Regions from separate parts of the Salmo salar genome. Here region 2 is linked to region 1. The links are chromatin contacts, called in public Hi-C maps. All regions are on one chromosome and are shown on one strand. Each heading gives the region's core, a stretch centred on a gene start, on an enhancer-like site or on the middle of the called end of the contact. The rest is flanking DNA. Distances are from core to core; before and after follow the strand shown. Region 1 holds the start of LOC106561609 (cryptochrome-2-like). Region 2 holds the start of LOC106561613 (transmembrane protein 263).

Region 1 (2,988 bases), core at 335-2,834:
TTCGTTTGTTTAACGCCATTGCAACTGAAGGATGTTGCGGTTATCATGAATGTTGTCTTCAACTTGGTTTTCCATACAAAGCTTTCCATTACAATGGGAACCCGGTTAATGGTTGCCTTCTCATTTTAAAAACAGGATACAATAACCCCTCAATAACTCTTCAACGTCTCAAATGGCGAGACTGACTACTAGCTACCACATGGACTTCATGTGTTTGTGTTGGTAGCTGTGTCTTTATCCAAAAGTGCGCAAAGGCTCCCACCAAGTCGTACATATTAATTGTATGATTGTTTTCCCTTTGTTTATCAATGTATTACCAACTGAAATAATGCGTTTCTCCTGTCTTGAATGAAGGTCATATTTTGCCATCTCCCAAAATAAATGCGATTTCTGACTAGAGACTAGGCTCTAAAACTTTCGTGCTGTGAAACCCTCCCTATGTTCTCCATCCAGTCAAAGACAGTACGAAGACAGGCTAAAACCGCTTCTCCAGCAGAAATCCCCGATCACACTTGTAGACGATGTTGGCTAAATAAACTCACGCGTAGGAACACGTCGTCGGGTCTAACGATCATCAAAAGCACAAGCATTTCACAACCATGTGTATGTGACCAATAACATTTGATTTGAAATCAAAAAGGACACCTTCAATATAAAGTTGTTTTTGAAGAAAAAACATGAAAATGTGTCAGTTTGTCACTTCCACGAGGTTGGAGGAATAACATGTTAAACTACTTAAGTCATTGGCTGGACTCTAGTTCGGGCCTTTAGATTGTTCTTATGCGCGCTGCAACTCATCTGCTGGACTAGGTTGCGGTGCGTGGCAGTGTTGGATTTTTTTCTTCTTCAATTTGTGCGTTTTGCAGTACAAGTAGTAAACTACTGAAGAAGTTGCTAATTTGTATCGTGATTATTTTTGTGATGCGGAGCAAGACTATGCCCGATGTCTTGCCAGCATTTTCAGTACTTGATGCAGATGTACTTCGCTTTTCCACTAGCTAAAAACTAGCTAGTTAGAGTCAGTGTGTTTACTTCCACACATTCTTATTTACAATGACCGCCTACCCCGGCTAAATCTGGACAACTGTGCACCGCCCAATGGGACTCCCAATCACGGCCGGATGTGAGACAGTCTGGAATCGAACCAGGGACTGTAGTGACGCCTCTTGCACTGAGATGCAGTGCCTTAGACCGCTGTACTTTATACAGCTATTATTTCATAAAGTTATACTTAGTCGTTTTAGTAATATGTGCATTGACACTAACCTCCATCTGTTGATGCCGACGTTGGCGGAACCAGCAAACCACGGATCCAATATATAAACACATCGCACAGTGTCCGCGCCATTTAGAGCTTCCTGTAAAGCCGGATTATCGTGTAACCGCAATCCCTTACGAAACCAATGCACTGAATTCACAACCATGATTCCAAGCTAGTCCATAATAATACCAAAAATAACAAATTGAATTAAGATAAATCCTAAAATGTCTTCATTTTACGATGTAACAGACACGCATTGAGTCTTCCAAGTTGGAGTCCTGTCAACAACAGGAAGAAATGTGGAGCGGACGGATCCAAAGCACTACTACGTAACCACTTTCGTCTTCTCTCTTCCCCCATTGGTCAGAGAGTGACCGTTTAGCTCAGCGTCAATTGGTTGCTTCGCACGTGTTATATCAGAACGCCACGTTTTCTGAAAGTGGAACCGTTCTTATTAAAGCTCAATGCGCGGAACACAGATAGAAGGATCGTTAGTTAAAAATGTTCAATAATAATTGTTTTTTGTTGATGTTTTTTGTTGTTGTTGGTGTCATTACTTTAGTTTATTTCACTTGCTTTGGCAATGTTAACACATGTTTCCCATGGCAATAAAGCCCATTTGAATTGAATATAAGATAGAGGAAGAGGTGAAGCGACCGAGTATACTGGGCCCAAAATCTGTCTGCTCCAGCAGGTGGCGGTTTTTTTTCCGCTCACAAAGCGATGAGTTTTTGTATAGAGGTCAATGAGCGTGTCGAATTTGGTTAACAAAAACAATGATGGCTTATTAGTTCAATAGAATGCCTTGTTACGTTTGTACTGATATAAGTAGGACACGTGACATCCCGGCAACTTTGAAAAAGCTACTTTATATTGGACTTGTGCCTGTTGTTCACACTCGAAAAGGCCTCTAATTGGCTAGAATGGTCCCACCAGATCTTGCCTCCGACTGCCTTACATTTTTTAAGACATTTATTTCCATCGTTAGAGCGGTCACTTGAGTATCTATCTGATCAATATAATAGATAATCTGTGGTTATAACAAGAAGGGTTAGTTATACAAAATATTTGAGTGGAAGCTATGCTGTAATGTAGTTAGTAGATTGATTGACTGTTTTCCCTAAAACTAATTTAGGATCAACGCCCCCTGTCTCATGTCTCATATGTAAGCCAACATCTAGCTGCTCTTGGACCAGTTATTATGAAAACTATTTACAGTACTCGTATTTCGTCAATTGATCACAATCCTGTGGTAACGTTGCAGATGAACAATAAGCAATGGAAGCAAATGAAGGTATCCACCGATGTACTCTTAAAGGTTACGATTCATGCGTCTGCTTAGTGATCTATGCATAGACCAAAAATGAACTGAACCAGAGAAGGGCGGCCTGAACCTAGTGGATAGTCTGAACCTGTCCTGCATGAACGCAGCACAAAAGTTTTCAATATGAAGTCAATACTACCTTCTAGTGGTGAGTTTTATTAATTACAGAACGTTTCAATACAGTAAGATTTAATCTCCGATATACTAGTGCATTCCTTTCTTATTTTTGACCTCACAAACTAATGGGAGTTTTCTTTTCAGCCTTGGGGAAAATATTATTTTTTCATATCAGTCTGTCCTCTTATATGGCACAAAGTATGCAATCTTGTGGAGAATGGAACCCCACAAAATAACCACCCTCATCTATGACCAAATTGAGAAAATACAATTTTGAGTTATTATT
Region 2 (2,905 bases), core at 146-2,645, 200 kb after region 1:
ATGAGATATACTGCATCATCAGACACGATCATGAGGCGAATGACTTGACTATTTCTGAACGACGGATGCACGCCCTCTCAGAGCAAATACAAACTGCTGTTACAGTGGTTTCTGAGTGGACATTAAATTTATGTAATCTATATTTCTATAAGAGCATGGTGCAAGGAAACCAAGACATCCACATCAAAGAACGTTGGATATAAATTATATCCCATGTTGATTAATGTTCATTGCAATGGACTCATCAGACACAAACACAAAAAAAGACATGTTTCAATGTTAAAGCCCTTTTCAGTAGTTAGTTTGAATCGAAATTCCGATATATCTGATTGATTAGAGAGCATGATCGTACCTTCAGGAGGTTCTTCACGTAGATAAGGAGGAATCTCCTCGTTGTTGGAGTTGTCTACTGATGTTGAACTGCTACTGGCTTCCTCCACCACCTCATTTTCATCAGGAACCTACATGACAAGTCAGTGTGAGAACTGCATCCACATAGGCCTAACTGAATAAATAATATCATATTGGGCTATTATATCTCATATAGGTAGTTGCATTTCGTAGTTTAAATGAGGACATCATTCATGATAACATAATAATAATCTCATGTAGTATGCCTATGTTGATCAATTGTGCAGGGATCAAATAAATACATTGAGAATAAAGAAAGTAAAAAAAATTTAAAGCTTAAAATGAAAACGTTATGTTTGATCTAGAGAATTGAGAATCATAGAATATAAACTGTGATCATAATCCTATTACATTGACACACTCATAATTGGCCCGACAATAGAGACAGCAGCAATACTGTTACAGTATCATGTCAAAGTGGCTGCTGTGTATCACGTGTCTGTAACACACGAACACAAAGTAATCAGCAACATGTTCTGCAGCAGGTGAGGTCGCTACATACGTAGCAAACAAACAATAACTTGTTTTCACTGAAAGAGCATCACAGTGGGCTGGCTATTAAGGGGGAGGAACTCGAGTGATGTTCACGGTGTTCATTTTCCTGTATGACACCAGCATTGTACACTACCTGAAACGTCTGTCATACAATTGCAATAAAAACACATTTTCTTTTTCTTGAATGCGAAAATGTGAGATTGCTACCAAAGACGTGCATTTCAAAAGCGTAGCTAACGGTACGATTACAACAAAAACAAAATCCCCCCATATACTCACTTTCATCTTTTACTGGAAGCAGAAGACTGATCTCTTTCTGAACACTGTCAATTCCGCCACACAAGTAAAATTGGCTAATAAATGTGGAGCATGAAACACAAAATGTGTTAAAATAAACATATAACGAGGATCAGAGTTTCGTTTAGCTAAAATGTGCAGTGTTTTGCTGTCAAAAATGTAACCGGAAGTGACGCTTGGGATGTTTACGGAATTCTTCTGTAACCTGCTGTAATGGTGATTTTCAGTCGGAAGGGGATAGCATCGAGTCAAATGATTCAATGAGGAGCCGCAGCAGCATATTGGTTCAGCTTTAGGCACTTTTAGGTGACTGACTATAGAAAAGACAAATAAATAAAAATAAATGAGGAATCGTATGAGGTGCAATATAGGTGGTATCTATTTACAGTGAAGGTGATAGAGAAGACTAGATCCAGAGATGTAGGTTATTTACACAATTAAGAAATGGCGAAAATTGATAGTTGTTAAATACTTGAAAAACGAATGTTAACGTAGGCTTACTTGGCCAAATTTTATATAGCAATACTCCTCTCAAGCACAAAAGGCAAAATGCCTACTGGCCTATACACTATATCACCAAAAGTATGTGGACACCCCTTCAAATTAGTGGATTTGGTTATTTCAGCCACACCCACTGCTGACAGGTGTATAAAATCGAGCACACAGCCATGCACTCTCCATAGGTAAACACTGGCAGTAGAATGGCCTGTACTGAAGAGTGCAGTGACTTTCAACGTGGCATCGTCATAGGATGCCACCTTTCCAACACTTTCTTAGAGCTCTGACTTTCAGACCTGAAAATCACTGACGTCATGATTTGACCACATTTTTTTCCAGAGTTCCCTAGTTGTCTTGAAAGCACTACGTTTCACCACTGACCTTTAACCTTTTAAACCAAAAGATGACAACAAATACATGTTTGACAATTATAACCTTATCAATATGGAGAATGTAGTTAATTTATTTGACCATATTTCAATGTTAAGCAAACTAGCTAACTTTATTATTAGCAATTTTAGCAAGATGAATTGTTCCAAGGCACCTCAACACATTCATGTCGGACTTATGACTTTCCACTTCCCAGTGGAAGCCACCCTAAGGTAGGCCTAGACCTCTGTAACCCCATGGCTGCGTTTACAAAGGCACCCTAATTCTTTTTCCAACTAATTGGTATTTTGGCCAATCAGATCAGCTATTTTGTTAATAATTGGGCAATATATCAGAATTGGGTTGTCACGTCCTGGCCAGTATAAAGGTTAATTAGTATTGTAGTTTGGTCAGGACGTGGCAGAGGGTATTCGTTTTATGTGGTTCGGGGTGGTGTGTTTTGTTGAAGGGGCATTTGGTTTAAGTATTCTGGGGTTTTTGGGCACTGTTTGGTTTTCAGGTATTCTATGTTTAGTCTAGTATGTCTGTTTCTATGTTTGGTTTATTGGGGTTGGGACTCTCAGTTGAAGGCAGGTGTTGTCTATCTGCCTTTGATTGAGAGTCCCATATATTAGGGTGTGTTTGTGTTTGTTATTTGTGGGTGATTGTTCTGTGTTGAGCCTTATGCTTTGCAAGACTGTCTGTTGTTTGTTGTTGTTGTTGTTGTTGTTGTTGTTGTTGTTGTTGTTGTTGTTGTTGTTGTTGTTGTTGTTGTTGTTGTTGTTGTTGTTCATTCTAGTGTTTTGTTATTTTGGTATTCATTTTGAAAATAAAT

What was found. A called contact is a pair of places that touch in the nucleus more often than the background predicts.
Region 2: a Hi-C map of muscle shows a contact between it and region 1, with 6 times the contacts expected there. The contact joins the promoter of LOC106561613 here to the promoter of LOC106561609 in region 1. A contact is called at or near these places in 2 of 3 Hi-C or Micro-C datasets (gill and muscle).

Annotation. Positions count from the first base shown.
Region 1 is chrssa10:114,332,704-114,335,691 of Ssal_v3.1, forward strand. It overlaps LOC106561609 (cryptochrome-2-like), which reads right to left and starts at 1,585. Exons shown (of 11, transcript XM_014125728.2): 1 at 1,267-1,585. The coding sequence starts at 1,424.
Region 2 is chrssa10:114,531,611-114,534,515 of Ssal_v3.1, forward strand. LOC106561613 (transmembrane protein 263) reads right to left here and starts at 1,396. Exons shown (of 3, transcript XM_014125733.2): 1 at 1,186-1,396; 2 at 353-461. The coding sequence starts at 1,191.